Linked DNA regions of Mus musculus: region 2 is linked to region 1. A link is a contact called in public Hi-C data. All regions are on one chromosome and are shown on one strand. The core of a region is the stretch at or near the end of the contact, and the rest is flanking DNA. Distances in the headings are between cores, read along the strand shown. Region 1 has its middle 65 kb from the start of Enkur. Region 2 overlaps Arhgap21 (Rho GTPase activating protein 21).

What was found. A called contact is a pair of places that touch in the nucleus more often than the background predicts.
Region 2: a Hi-C map of cerebral cortex shows a contact between it and region 1, with 4 times the contacts expected there. The contact joins two enhancer-like sites. A contact is called at or near these places in 6 of 484 Hi-C or Micro-C datasets (Sertoli cells, cardiomyocytes, cerebral cortex and 3 more) and 7 of 115 datasets of contacts at active chromatin or transcription factors (bone marrow-derived macrophages, cardiomyocytes, embryonic stem cells and 2 more).

What each region holds. Positions count from the first base shown.
Region 1 is chr2:21,137,009-21,144,474 of GRCm38.p6, forward strand. It overlaps the pseudogene Gm13377. Among named protein-coding and RNA genes, the nearest start is that of Enkur, 65 kb to the right of the region's middle. Within about 2 kb of position 4,898, at least 166 of the 459 cell types and tissues checked have an H3K27ac peak or open chromatin away from gene starts, as enhancers often do. A contact at or near this core is called in cerebral cortex, where this site is marked.
Region 2 is chr2:20,896,450-20,903,915 of GRCm38.p6, forward strand. The region is part of intron 3 of Arhgap21 (Rho GTPase activating protein 21); the gene reads right to left. Among named protein-coding and RNA genes, the nearest start is that of Arhgap21, 68 kb to the right of the region's middle. Within about 2 kb of position 3,057, at least 124 of the 459 cell types and tissues checked have an H3K27ac peak or open chromatin away from gene starts, as enhancers often do. A contact at or near this core is called in cerebral cortex, where this site is marked.

The DNA of each region.
Region 1 (7,466 bases), core at 3,648-6,147:
GAACTAACTGCTCCTTAAAAACCACTCTTGTTAAGCTGTCATAGGAACTTCACCTTGATTGGCTGAAACTCCTATTTCTGGCTCTTTTCAGACTGTGAGCTCTCCCCAAGCGATCTCTCCTCATTTAGCCTTTCAAACACATGTATGGGCATCCAGTCCTAACTCCTGGTTTCTTGCCCAAGTGCTCTCCCCTCCCAGATCATTTGCTTACCCCATTACTTTCTCAACTCCGTTCTCTCCTATGGAACTTTGCTGACCATCACCTACCTCAACCACACTTTGTTTCCTGCCCACTACCTGTTAACATTGGAGACCAAGTCCTTTTATCTCCTCCAGGTCATCAGCCTTCACCCCTTTCTCCTAAATGGCAGGGCCCTTTTAAGGTAATCCTTATAACTCCTACAGCTGCCAAGCTCGAGGGATTCTCTCATTGGGTCCACCTGTCTCACCTGAAACCTTTCATTCCTCCACCTAAAGATGACCCCTCTTCATACACATTGACCCTAACAGGACCGTGCTCTGTTAAGCTCTGGGAGACATCAAGACCACTCGTCTTGTCCCCTATCCCAGAAAAATGAGACTCCACTCTGGCAGCCGAACTCGACTTCGTTGGATGAGACACTGGATTAGTTGTGGTCTTTTTGTCTTTTCCCTGCTGTTCATTTCCATCAAGGGGAGCCCTTACGTCTGGAGATTCAAAGTCCGAAAAACACCCACAGATAACAAACAGGAAAACAGGAAACCCAAATAGGGTCAAATAGGGTCAGGAAACTGTTCCGTAGCTGGGTGCCAAGAACCGATCCAAATCGTCACCGTCCCAGTATCTGTTACCCTAGCTGCATATTATGACCTCTATACTTGCTTTCTCGATGAGCGGACAAAAGATTATTGCAGAAGATGGCCAGACAAATATGGGGGCTGCCCATATTGGTCTTGTGAGATACATATGTTAGGAACACAGATTAGTTATGTCTTCTATTGATTCCAAAAGACACTCTTTTTCTACATACTAGACCCATGGGATCCTAGGTGGGAAACAGGAGTTGCTGGTAAGCTTTACCAAAAAACTCAGCCCAGCTCCCCAGTAAGTACCATCCACATCCAGAGAAAATGTGTCTCAATTGCCCCACCCTTAAATATAGGAAAAGTAGGAGAGATAATCAAACATTCCTTCAGTTTCTTACCTCTTTGACAACCCCCCCTCATGAATATAGTACTAACTTGTCATTCCGCCTTTTGTGTCAGACCTTGACCTCACCTACCAGCTCCTTAATGTCACCAGGCCTGGCTGTTTTAAGGATTGTTGGCTATGTGTACCTCCTGGAACTAACTCACAACTGTCGGTTACAGCGTCTCTGGTGATACTACCAACTAACCTTACCTCACCCCTCGCTAGCTGCCCTAAATCCAATGTTGCCATGACTCCATACCTCACTTCTATCTCGCTCTTTGATGTGGCAAATTGCTTCAAAACCTCTGGGACTTGCTCTGTAGAAACACTGAGTTCTCTAGCCTGCAATAAAACCATAACTCTTGACACATCATCTCTGCCACAATGCCCCTCAGTCCAGAACACGTCAATCCTTTGTGGCACTCAAGTGTATCATCGTCTACTGGCCAGCTGGTCAGGGGTTTGCACGTTGGTATTCCTTTTCCTGGACCTGGGGGTAATTGAGGAAAATGAGCCCCTACCAGTCCCAATTGTAAACATGATAGCTGCCCAACATAAGAAGGCAATTCAAGTTGTGCCACTTTTGGTTGCCATGGGAATAGCTGTGGGTGCTGGTACTGGAATAGCAGGGATAACGACGTCTATGACACAATATAATACATTCACTTCCCAGTTTAAAAGTGATCTTCAGGAAATGACTGAAACTGTGCTTACTATCCAGAAACAGATCGATTCTTTGGCAGCTGTGGTACTTCAAAACCGGCGGGTCGGGGGTGGGCCTAGATCTCCTGACAGCTAAAGAAGGTGGATTTTGTCTGTTCCTCCAAGAAGAATGTTGTTTCTACATCAACCAGTCCAGGAGAGTGAAAAACAGAATCCAGGAGCTACAGGCAGACATCAAAAACTTCAGAGACCGTGAGACCTCCGGTTCTGGGATTTTTGCAAATCCTATATGGAAGTGGATACTCCCTCTCTTAGTCATCTTCCTGGCGTTATTATTTGCCCCTTGTTTCATTAATCTTGTCTCTACCTTCCTTCATCAGACAGATAAAAAAACATTTCTAATCAAACTATTAATCAGCTCCTGTTACAGGACTACCAGCCACTCGCCACAGGAGAGCTGCTGTCCATAAAAGAACCTGATTCAGACGATTACCAAATGGATACCGATGGTGAAAGCCAGATACACCCCCTAGACAGCAGGAAGCAGTTTAAGAGACGCCCTCGCTTCCTTTTCACCATGGGTTTCCCCTTCCCCTTTTCTTTCCTTCTCTTTAGGAGCTCCCCACTAATGGGCTCTTGCCCATCCCCATCCCACGTCCTCTTTTGGCAACATCGGACACTCTTGATCTCATGACCCTGGTAAATCCATTTCCATCGAACTGCTCTCTAGACATCTCCTCCTCCTGCTTGCTTTCTCCCATCCGCTCTTCATTTATGGTCCCTTGATCTGGCTTTGTGTCCACAGTGTGCCTCTCACATCTGGGGGGCTTTCCAGGCATTTGTTCTTAATAGTCGTTTTTACTTCTTCCATTTTATTTTATTCCATTCTTCATTTATCCCCAAAACTAACCTTGAAAACCTGCCAACGGTTTTCCAAATCTGTCCTATCACATTCTGGAGTTTCAAGTATGACTTTCAAGTTGCCTACAGAGCATCCTGACCTGTAACTCCTGAGGGAGTTAGTTTAATGCTAATGCTTGCTCTTTCATATATTCACCCCCCTCCCATCTGGTCTATCATACCCACAGCGACTGGAATGTTTTTATTGTAAAAGCACAAATCAGATATAGTGATCTCTTCTCTGTCCTTGACGTGTATCTCTGTGCCAACGTGGGTTTACCTTCTGTTGCTGCTTGTGAATGTCATTGCAGACTCTTTGATCATATGGGTAAAGACACTGCTCCCGGCCCTGGCTGAATTATCTGGACTGTGTGTTTTTACACCGCTTGCCTGTGTCCCTTCCCAGAATGCAAGTTTCGGGAAGAAGAGTTTGTGTGGTTCCAAAGCTGTAGGAGTGTCGCTCTCGACCAGCAAGAACGACGTGACCACCAGTCCTTCTAACAGCAGTTTATTCCGTCTTCATCTTTCTTCTTTCTCTTCATCAGTACCGTTCCCCAGCTGAAGAGTTCTGAATCCACGCCGGATCCTTCTCAACAGTCTGTTTTACGGGAACACTTTATTAACCGCTCCTTCCCAGTGATGCAGTTCTGAATCCTCCCTGTAGCAGCGGGTCTTCGCTCTTGCCTGAAGATGTTTCTTTTCCCGGGTTTCGGCATCACTTCTGTTGCGCATGCTCAACTGGCCAGGAAGAACGACGCTGCTACAGGATCCTTCTGCACACGTTTATTCAGTCCTGTTTCTTCTTGTTTATATCTCCCTTGTTTATATCTCCCTTGTTTTTATATCTCCCTTGTTTTTATATCTCCCTTGTTTTTATATCTCCCTTGTTTTTATATCTCCCTTGTTTTTATATCTCCCTTGTTTTTATATCTCCCTTGTTTTTATATCTCCCCCGAACCCTGGGCCTCTCACTCTTTTATACTCTCAGTTCCCATCCACGCACAGCAGGCCACGCCCCCTCGCCAGTCACGAGGCTTCAGCTAATCAGGGCAGCAGGGGCAAATCTCCACCAAATTGGATTCACCTGTATCCTGGTACACCTGCGCAGCACTCAAGATGTTTGTGTCTTATATGAGGAAGTCAGGTGCAAGTCATATGACTTAGCTACAGTCCCTGGCACCTTTGGGACTGCCGCCACACCCGCTCCCCACATAGGAGCGGAACCTGGAACTCCTTGAGGAAAGGTAGGTTCCCGATGTTTAACTAAGACCTGTTCAACCTGAACAGTTCTATTTAACCGAGAGGCGTTTCCTTCTGAACCCACTCGTTCTAAATCAATCCATAAACACATCCAATCATTTCCATAAACAGATTAGCTGTGAATTACATGCTGGGCTCTGGAAAGAGGATCTTAATGGCAAACCAGCCTCACCCACCACCTTCACACCTTTTCATTCCAATCCTGGAGTCATAACCACCATCTGCTAGAGCTTAATTTCAAGATTATGGGAGGTGGGTACCCTCCGGTTGACACCTGAATGATCCCCCGAATTGCAGAGGTTTGGATCTGGCCCCACCTTCCATCTTGACACACTGCTGGGTTTTTCTCGCATATCAAGTGAAGGCAGAGGGCACTCTGGCTGCTGGCTTCTGCAGAGTCGCGCTCCACATTCTAAGTTCCAATTGTATTCACTTGCGTTACTTTGCATTTTGGTTGCCCTGAAGAGTTAGTTCTCTGCCGTTTTGAAAACAAAACTCATTGAAGTGCTAATAGGCAGTGCAGAATGGTCTCTCGAGCTGCATGCTGGGGTCTTCCTACACCCGGACTCACAGGCCAGACTCCTTGTGGCTAGCCGAAGTGGGGACTCGGTAGGAGGCAGGCTTCCGGGCCAAAAACCCAGGAGAGAGTGGGAAGGGAGGAGTTACTGGGAACTCTGGATGAAGGAGTGATTTTAGTAGGGTTTTCGTGAGATGGGGTGGAGAGAGGAGGCTTGGATGCGAAGAAGCCAGCGATCTCCGCCCGCAGGAGGAACAAAGCCTTGGCCGTTCTCACCCCAACGCAATTCAGCTAAAGGGGTGGGAGGTGGAAGTGAAGGGGTGCAACGAAGGGAGGAGAGGGGAGGGGCGCGAGCTAAGGGAGCCCGAATCCAGAGTTCGCATTTACCACGACGCCTCGCCTAGAGTCTGGCGCCTTCTCACTGCTCCCGGCCACGTCTCTCGCGGGGAACGCTGGACAGACAGACGCCCGGAGGATGCGTGGGCGTGGGCGGGGGGGTGGGGTGGGGGAGAATGTGGCTGGGCCCGCCCCGCCCCCAGCCTGCGGGCGGGAAAGCTGGGACTAGAGTCGAGCCTCATTCCCAAAGCGGCGCGGGAGCAGCTGTGGAGCAGCGCCTGATGCACCTGAGCGCGCTCCGGGGAGCGTCCCTGGCTTACCGCCCCCCAACCCCCGCCTGCCCCTTTGCCGACTCTGCAGCCCGCGGGGATATGGGACAGGCCTGCGATTCGTTCAGGAGAAAAAGCAGTCCCCTGTTATTTGCCTTCTCAAAGCCCATCGCTGCAGCCCCCAGGCCAGCAATCTCCAAGACTCCTCCCTGCCAGATTTTAAATGCACATTTGTCCCAAGTCAATGCATTAAAAAGAGTCAGTGCAGTGCGTTCTCGAGCATTGGAAGTGGGCCGGAGTATCCCGGAGGACTTCAGAGCTTGGCGTCCTGCCAGGAGTTGGAAAGCTCCACGATCCGAGCCGGCATTTCCTCTGACCAAACCCTAGTGATCCGATGGGTCCAGGGCAGGGACATTTTACAAAATACTGTATCAGATTTACCACTTGACTCTAATTGTCTCAGGTTGTAGCTAAAGGCAATTATTCTACTCTGATTAGGAAGCCTTGTTTTATGAATCTGTTGTTAAACCAACCCCTAATTCCAGCTTTCTAATAGCCCAGCGCCCTGGTTCTTTGTTCTTTCCTCTAAGGTCCTGCTTTCTGGTTATATATCCTTGGTCTCCCATATCATGCCAGAGCCTGCACTCAGCACACTTTGGGTTTAAAGGCCTCACATTAGTTCTCTTGACTATGTCTTCTCCAAAAGATTTTTGCTAGGATAGTGTGTAGTTCAGTGATAGAGCATTTGCCTAGGATGTGAAAAGCCACGGGGTTTCTAAACATAGCAACACACACACACTCACCCACACACACTAGCTTCTTCACTCTTTGGCTAAGATCAAGTGCACACACTGGCAAGAGGAATGCTGGTTGTGTTGCTCTGAAGGGAAAATAGTTACCTATCAATCCATGTTGCCCTAAGTTGGAATAATTGTGTAATAATATTGTACTTATGTTTGGTGGATCAGCCATGCTCAGCACTTTAGCTGTTAATCTCTAAGGACCAGAACTGTGGAAGAAGAGGAGTGTAAGGTGTAGGCTCCCTGACATTAGTCCTTGTGTTTGGTGCCTGGCTGTATCAATGGGTAATGTTCTCTTGCACACAGGTAAATAGTTTCACTCAGAATCATTTTTGTAGCTGCCTTTTGTTTCTGATTTCTTTCTTTAAAACTGACCCAGACAATATTCATCAGCAATATTATTGAAATTTTCAGGAATTGGGATGGAGAGATGGCTCAGTCATCAAGAGCACTTGCTTCTTTTACAGAGGACCAGGGTTCAAATCTCAGCACTCAGGTGGTTGCTCACAACCACCCGTGACTCCAATTCCAGGGAATCTGATGCTCTCTTCTAACCTCTGTGGGTACAAGCCATGCAGGTGTTGCATATGTGCAGGCAAAGCACTCATACACGAAATGAAATGAAATAAAAGAAATCTTAAAAAAATTACAGGAATTGAAAAGTGCTGTTATGGTAACAGTTGAACTCCAGTGTCCAGGAAGCAGGTCCATGTAGCTCAGTGACTACACTCTTCCCACTGTGTATGGTGCAGATCTAGGGTGGAGCTATGCAGTGACCACACTCTTCCCACAGGGTATGGTGCAGATCTAGTGTGGGGCTATGGGTGGTTCACACCGTGCTGGAAGACACATCACATGAGTTTCCAACGGCTTCAATGCCAGACTCAGCCACAAGAATCTCATTGTGAAGTCATAGTACAAATTATGGCGCAGGAGACTTCAAAACATATTTCAGGGCAGGGCACTTGTCTCAGTAGAGAAGCATGTGTTAAGGATACTCACTGGCTGAAAAATGGCAGATAGATGTTTGCAAAAGACCATATGTTTAGACATAAATCCCAATGAATTTCTGAAAAAAAATATAGCTTGCTTGAAGGACAATAAGAATCTTTTATGAATTCATGTTCTAGATCATTCTATAGACATAAACTTCAATGAATTCAGTGTAAAAACTATAGCTTGCTTGAAGGACAATAAGAATCTTTTATGAATTCATGTTCTAGATCATTCTATATATAACATTGTATAAAGAACAATAAATAAACTTTAGAATAATACATTTATATTTCTTCCTGTCATCGTGTCTTGCATTTGTTGGACTATAATTGATAATATGGATCACATGAATGTAGTATAATATTAAATTATAATTGCAATGACCAGAGCAATAATGCTTCTATCTAGGCTTTAATATTAATCATACTTTAGGAAGATTTAGAGGGAGGTGTTTAATTTGTGTAATAAAGGTTCTGAAATAGTTTTGGAGAGAAATTTCAATTCTAGCATGACCTGTATGTCTTTAACACATGAGTCTAAACTAGTAAGATAAA
Region 2 (7,466 bases), core at 1,807-4,306, 240 kb before region 1:
CTTACACACTGACCAAAAAAAGAAGAAGAGGACAAGTCCCTCTTCTAGCGTATGTCAAGTAGAAACAACCAGCACAGCGACCATTATAGAAAACAGTACAAAACTTCCTTCTCACAAATTCTAGCACCTCCTTTTGGCTGCTCATCCAGCCAAAGGCAATGACGTCAGTGGACGAAGCCCTGTGCTTCATGTTTACTGTGACACTGACTCTACTCTGCAGCTCAAGCTGCCCAGGAATGCACCCACAGGCTGACTTCAAACTTACAGCAACCCTCCTCTCTCAGAAGTTCAAAAGCTGGGATTACAGGCATGAGTTACCACATTCAGCTATAAAAGCTACTTTAAGACCCTAACAGAGACATAGTACCTAATGTTAAAAATATTTGTGTGGCAGAGTGTTGGCAGAGCATGCCTTTAAACCCAGCACATGGAGGCAGGAGAAGCAGGAGAAGCAGGAGAGGCAGGAAGCAAAGGCAGGTAGCTCTCTTGTGAGTTTGAGGCCAGCCTGGTCTACATAGTTCAAGGACAGTGGGACTGCACAGAGAAACCTTGTCTTGAAAACAAAAACAAAAACAAACAAAAAGCATGCATTTTGTAATCAAACATTAAAATACTATAGCTGATTGTTAGCCTGTGTTTTTTCTTTTTTCTTTTCTTTTGTGGTATGAGGAAAATCAACAGAGAGATGGGGAAAAGTAAATTATTAAGTCAAGCTGTTCTCCATAGTCTATTCAAGATGAGTGTGATGGTTTGTATAACGCCTGACCCAGGGAGTGGCACTATTAGGAGGAATGGCCTTATTGGAGAAAGTGTGTCACTGTGGGGGTAAGCTTTGAGACCCTCCTCTTAGTCACATAGGAGCCAGTCTTCTCTTTGCCTTCTAAACAAGATATAGAGCTCTCAGCTCCTCTAGCGCCATCCCTGCCTGGATGCTGCCATGCTTCACGCCATGATGATAATGGATTGAACCTCAGATTCTGTAAGCCAGCCCCAATTAAATGCTGTCTTTACAAGAGTTACCTGGGTCCTGGTGTCTCTTCACAGCAGTAAAACCCAAACTAAGAAGACAATATACTCATTTTCAAAATGCTAGTTAATACATTCAAGTTTTACCTCCCAATCTGCAGATCTGACAACTTTAGGAATCCTAATCTCAAATTATAATAATCTCTGAATGGGATCCAGATGAAGACCTGTCACATTTCAATCACAATTTCATATAGTAGAAGCAAGCATATACTCTCTTTTTTTTTTTTTTTTAAGACTTATTTATTATTATATGTAAGTACACTGTAGCTGTCGTCAGACACACCAGAAGAGGGAGTCAGATCTTGTTACGGATGGTTGCACACCAGAAGAGGGAGTCAGATCTTGTTACGGATGGTTGTGAGCCACCATGTGGTTGCTGGGATTTGAACTCTGGACCTTTGGAAGAGCAGTCGGGTGCTCTTACCCACTGAGCCATCTCACCAGCCCCGCATATACTCTCTTAATGCAACCTGACCTTCAAGCAATGGAGTAAAATAAACCAGTTTAAAACTGTAAAAAGTAAACTATGTTTGAAATTACTCATGTTAAACTTTTTCAGATAAAAGACATTTAATTATAAAAACTTTTTTTGTCATGGGAGTGTTTCATACATTCAGAACCAGAGATGCTAACAGCACAAAGCCCCAGGAGACTAGGGAACCAAGAAAATCACATTTCATATAAGCCCACTCGCACCCATATAAAGCTTTTAAAGTTAAATCCCAGATGCCAGTTCATTCATAAACCCTATAGATATTTGGGCAGGCATAGCTGAAAGATAAGAACTTTAGTATTAACCTGCTGGCAAAACCAAAATGCTGCACTGGGTGTCTACAATGGAGTACTCTGCACAATGGAGTTTCGTTCACATAGAAGCTGAGCACAAGGCAATCTTTTACCTTAAGTATCCACTTAACACTAAGAACTGACAAAGCTCCCAAAGCCGTGAGACAAATTCAGAAAGGGCTCACACGTGAAAATCACAAGACACCCCCAGGTTAAGTTTATAAACAAGATACCTGTGGGTGTGCTTGCTTATATACTCAAATCCTGTGAGTTTACTGGGCATCTACTCGTTTACAAATTAAAATTATCTGAGTTTATAGTCAATCTTCTTAGCTATATACTTAATATACTTATACACTTAGCTACATACTCAAATCCCGTAAGTTTACAGTGGACTTGCTCAGTTATACATTAAAATCCTGTGAGTTTATAGAAAATACGCTGCGCAGAAATCTCAAGTGCACAGAATGGATGTAACGGATGCTCAGTAAGTAACTGCTATCTACTTCAAAACCTCAGCCTGGACAATGCTAACAGTAAACAGCCTGAAGCTGTCTGGCCTTCCCAGTACAGGGACAGGGTAGGCAACAGAAGAGCCAGCGTACCTCCACTAGGGGTCAGACATGAATCAGTTTTAGAGCTATAGCTGGGCAGAAACACTGTGGGAGCCTGTTATCCAACAAATACTTCCCCCTAGTTCTCTCTGAATGAACAGTCCGTAACCGCCTTTCAGAGCACTTGGAGTTCAGTAATGTTAGTCTTTTCCCTTGTTTCAGGAGCTTCATAAATGATGTCTATGTCTAGAGTCAGAGCCCTGTTGTTTCTGCTTTGCGAGGTTGTAAATTTCTCTGACAACCCAGACAAATTTGTTAATCATAAGCAACAACTTCCCATCTCTGGATTTATACACTGTTCAACCCCTGAACTAATAAGCTTATCAAGGCTGTCCTCTGTGTGCTCTCTGTTTCTTCTGTACATTTATTAGAAACATATACACCCACAAATTTACACATAAAACACGGGAAGATGGAAATATAAGATGATGTTTTAAGCATAGAAACTATTTTGAATTTGAAAAAAAAAAATCCTTGCCCTACAGCCCTATGTTTCACCTGAGAGTGGGAAAATGGTGAAGCGGTTAGTGTGAGATGACTGTGGACACCGCCACACAGTGAGAAGGAAAGGGGCGCAGAAGGCACGTTTCATTAACCGGCCGGCCGAGGAAGTGCACTATATCACATGACATTTTCAACACTCTGAAGGAAGTGAGGCTAGAGGCAGCACGCTTCCTTCCACGCAATCAGCCTAGTGTGTCTGGCTCATGGTGCAGACTGCACAGATGTTTGCTAAATGAATGAACAAACAAAAAATGTATTTCTTAATTCTTAACTGTCCTCACACTTAGCTTTGAATATTTCTGCTCTGTTTTTATGTCAAAGATGAGAAGTTATCTGTTGAACATTGAAAGCAGGGGGCTGCAATTCCCACAATAAACACTGATTAAGTTAGGAGTCACATACTTTCTATGTAGGCTATGGAAAGCAATGAGGAACAAGATCCGGGCTCTCCAGCAGGAGAGCTATGAACTATGCCTGGGCAGGGCGAAGCCAGAGGAAACTCTGGTGGAGGTCCGTAGCGGTCCTGACGTGCAAATCGGTCGTCCGACCTGGGTATAGGGGCGAAAGACTAATCGAACCATCTAGTAGCTGGTTCCCTCCGAAGTTTCCCTCAGGATAGCTGGCGCTCTCGCTCTTTTCCCGACGTACGCAGTTTTATCCGGTAAAGCGAATGATTAGAGGTCTTGGGGCCGAAACGATCTCAACCTATTCTCAAACTTTAAATGGGTAAGAAGCCCGGCTCGCTGGCGTGGAGCCGGGCGTGGAATGCGAGTGCCTAGTGGGCCACTTTTGGTAAGCAGAACTGGCGCTGCGGGATGAACCGAACGCATATGTTATTCTTCACCCACACCTCCACTGCACAGGGAGGACGGCACCTGGGCACTGCCTTTTCTGCCGCCCTTCCAGGGAAAGTTAATAGAGATAGCCAGCAGCACACTCGCTCTGGCACATGCTACAGCCTCAGCCACACAGCGGGCACCGTCTCCTACAAGGACAACATCCAGTGTGATACCTGGCCTGCCCTGCCTCCGCCCTTTCAATCCTTAAACATCTGAAGTTTCCTTTTATGAACAAAAACTGAGTTGGGAGGGTGGAGACACATCTTAGGAGTAAAGTGTGGAAGTTGAGGAGTTTTAACAAGCATGGGTGGTGCTTCACACAATGAACTGTCTGTCCCTAATGAACATTTAAACGTGAGGACTATCTCTCCCTCAGGAGGCAAGCCTGTTGCTTTCCTCCAAAGACCAGACACAGGAGGAGGTGAACACTGGTTCTGTGACCCTGGTTGTAAGTTATGCAGCAGCTAGGAAAAGCCAGCTTAAAACCACCTAATTACAGTACTGTCTGGGGCAATACTACTAAGAAAAAGCCAGAGAAGAGAGCCATGTTTTAGAGGCGGCTCAAACCCTAGTGTGAATCTCTCTCTAGTTCTCTTACAGTTACTTATCTCTGCCAAAGACTTCCGATTAATTCTCTCTGAAGCTATCTTTCACATTAAAATATTTCATAATAAAGTGTTTAGAACCCTTACAGAGATTTTGAAATCACATCTAGTTTCTTGACTGCCAGGTTAAACTTCATGTATTATGTTTTTCAAGTCTTAAAGTCTTCACCTTAAAAGTGAGTTTCTGACAGCCTCTTTAATCCAGCTCAATTCCTTTCATTATAGATTACCATTCATTATTTTTAAGTAGTATCAAGATTCTCTTTTAAACTTTTCACCTACTGGTTTATTTTATAGAATATGTCTACATTTCTATGTAAGTCCAAGATTGCCCTATTTTTGTTATTTTCTTAAAGACTTTCTTAGTTATTTGAAATATGGTTTCTAAATCACTAGGTACCACTAACCCTGAGTTACCCGGGCTATGGGGAGGGAGAAGGAAGACACAGAGCAGTCACTTAGGAACAGGCCATGGTGGCCATGACAAAAGGTGTCAGCATCCTCCCCTTACCCAACAGGCACTGTGCATACAAGCTCCTACTATGTACCCGGTACCTACTTAATGAAAAACTCAGTCACAGGACGCATTTTCTGTCCTTCATCATCTTTTCTCTGAGAAGAATTCATAGAAATCGTTTCAAAAACATAATGATAAGTAAATGGGGTGGATTTGTAGTTAGCACTTGACTTGGGAGGCTGAGACAGGAGTCACTTGAGCCCAGGAGTCCAAAAGCAGCCAAGTCAACATAAGGAAATCCTGATTCTACAAAAAGAGAGGAGGAGGATGCGGAAGGGGCAAGCACAGAGGGAGCTACGAGGGAAAGTCCATACTCAACAACTCGATATTTTACTTTGCATAATCTAATAACCAATTTTTGCTTCTTGTTTCCTTATTTCCCAGTATCAAACTTGTGTTAGTGCCTTAGTTTCTCGGAACAGGTTAATCAAGAGGCAGGAATTCTCACCTAACTTACCACAGACAGGAACAATCAACAGGCTGTTCTGGGGAGCAAGGATTTCCACAGTGTTATTAATGAACATATCTTCAATCTTTTACTAGCTATGAAACCTACAAAATAACCCTTCAAAAATTGAAACTGCCTACCACTTTTCCATCAGCTTCTTTATTTCAAACAAAAATATGAAAATCTAGACATTTTTAAGAAATGAAAATACTGAATTGCAGTATTTACACAGACTGTGGTAAAGTTTGAGGAGCAAAGGCTCTCCAGTCTCAAGAAGTTCCACTCACCCAACACCAGAGCCCTCAGCTACACTCACTGTCAGGAAATGGCTGAGCACTGAAGGTGCAGAGAAAACCTTACAGCGCATGGGTGTGACAGCGTGCACGTGTGCCTGTGCTTACCTTCAGCAAAGGTATAACCAACTTATGTACGAGTCACAGCAGAAGCCAAGTAAGAAGAGAGTTGTATCTCCAAGATTAGTAGAGAATGGACAAAGCAAAAATGGGGGCAAAACAAAGGCATTTCATTAAATCAAAACTGATTCCAACACAGCACAGCAATCATAGACAGGCAGCAGAAAGAGAAGGAGCATTTCCAAACTAACTACTAAAAGAATGAATATACATTACTTAACTTACCAAACAGAATGCATGAAGAGAAAATAAACAAACAAACAAACAAACAAACTTTTAAGAATCCCTGAATCAACAGACTCTTACAACAAAGATTAAACAAAGGGTGGGAGAGAGGGCTTGGTGGTTTAAGAGCACTGGCTGTCCTCTTAGAGGACAGAGGTTCAATTCCCAGCACCTAAAAAGCAGCCCACAACCATCTGTAACTCTAGTTCTAGGGCAGTGGTTCGCAACCTGTACATCTAGACCCCTTTGAGTGTCTAAAGACCCTTTTACAGGGGTTGCATATCAGCTATCCTGAACATCAGATATTTATATTATGATTCATAACAGTAGCAAGATTATAGTTATGAAGTGGTAACAATAATAATTTTATGGTTGGGGTCACCACAGCATGAGAAACTGTAGTAATGGATCACAGCATCAGGAAGGCTGAGGACCACTGTTCTAATGCCCTATTCTGGCCACCGAGGGTGAAAGTGACTAACAGACATATATGCAGGCAAAACACTCATACACATAATACAAATGAAAATAAATTTAAAGAAGATTCAACAACAAAAAAAATCAAATTTTTCATTATCTATAAATAAGCAAAAGTTTCTAAATACATAAAGTAAAAGTCGGCTTCAGAGTCAACTCCTGCTCTCAGGAAAGCTAGACAAGGTAAAGAGCCTACCAGTCTCCAAAGGCTAGGAAGGAAAGCAAGGTGTTCCGGGCTGGCGAGCATCACAGAGGCACTGTGCCAGACATCCCTCTGAGAACCTTCTGCAGTAGCCAGCCATCAGCCCACTGCCATGTCCCCATTAAGTAGGCATGTCCCCACTGTTGTCCAAAGTGGTGTTCATCAAGAAGACTGCTCCCTGAACTCCTCCACTGCTTTACGGCCCAGCTGAGTCTTCCTTGGATCCAGACTGAAGGGTGAGGCTTTTACTGACAAATCTTTCCTTCACGTTTTCCCTTAGGACCAGATTGTATCACTGCCCTTTCCCAGTCCTCCTCAGTTCTTATCCACTGCGATCATTCTCTGCTAACTCTCGGCATGAGTCACCCATTCCCCTCGCTTAGCTGCTGCCACTCCGTGTCTGCGGATGACAACACACAGTCACTGAGCTGAGAAGTGAAAATCTTCAAATAGAAGACCGAGCCAAGAGGCTGATGAGCACAACAATGCAAACAAGCTTGGTTTGGTCACAACATTGGTTACATCTAAAAATCTAATCAATATATATTCACTATATCAAAAGATGAAGAAAAACCTAAGGGGTATTCCAATAGATGCTGACCAATTAATCTGAGACACACACTACAAGATTCAACATGGCAAGGATGCTTTTGTTTTGTGTTAGGGTTTCTGTCTCTATGTGTGCCTGGGTGTCCTGGAACTCACTCTGTGACCCATTAAGGAACTCGAGCATGGCAAAAAGGCTGTGGCAGGCCTGGTCCTTCTAACCAATTCCCTTTTCCTTACTAAAAATCACTAGATTACATT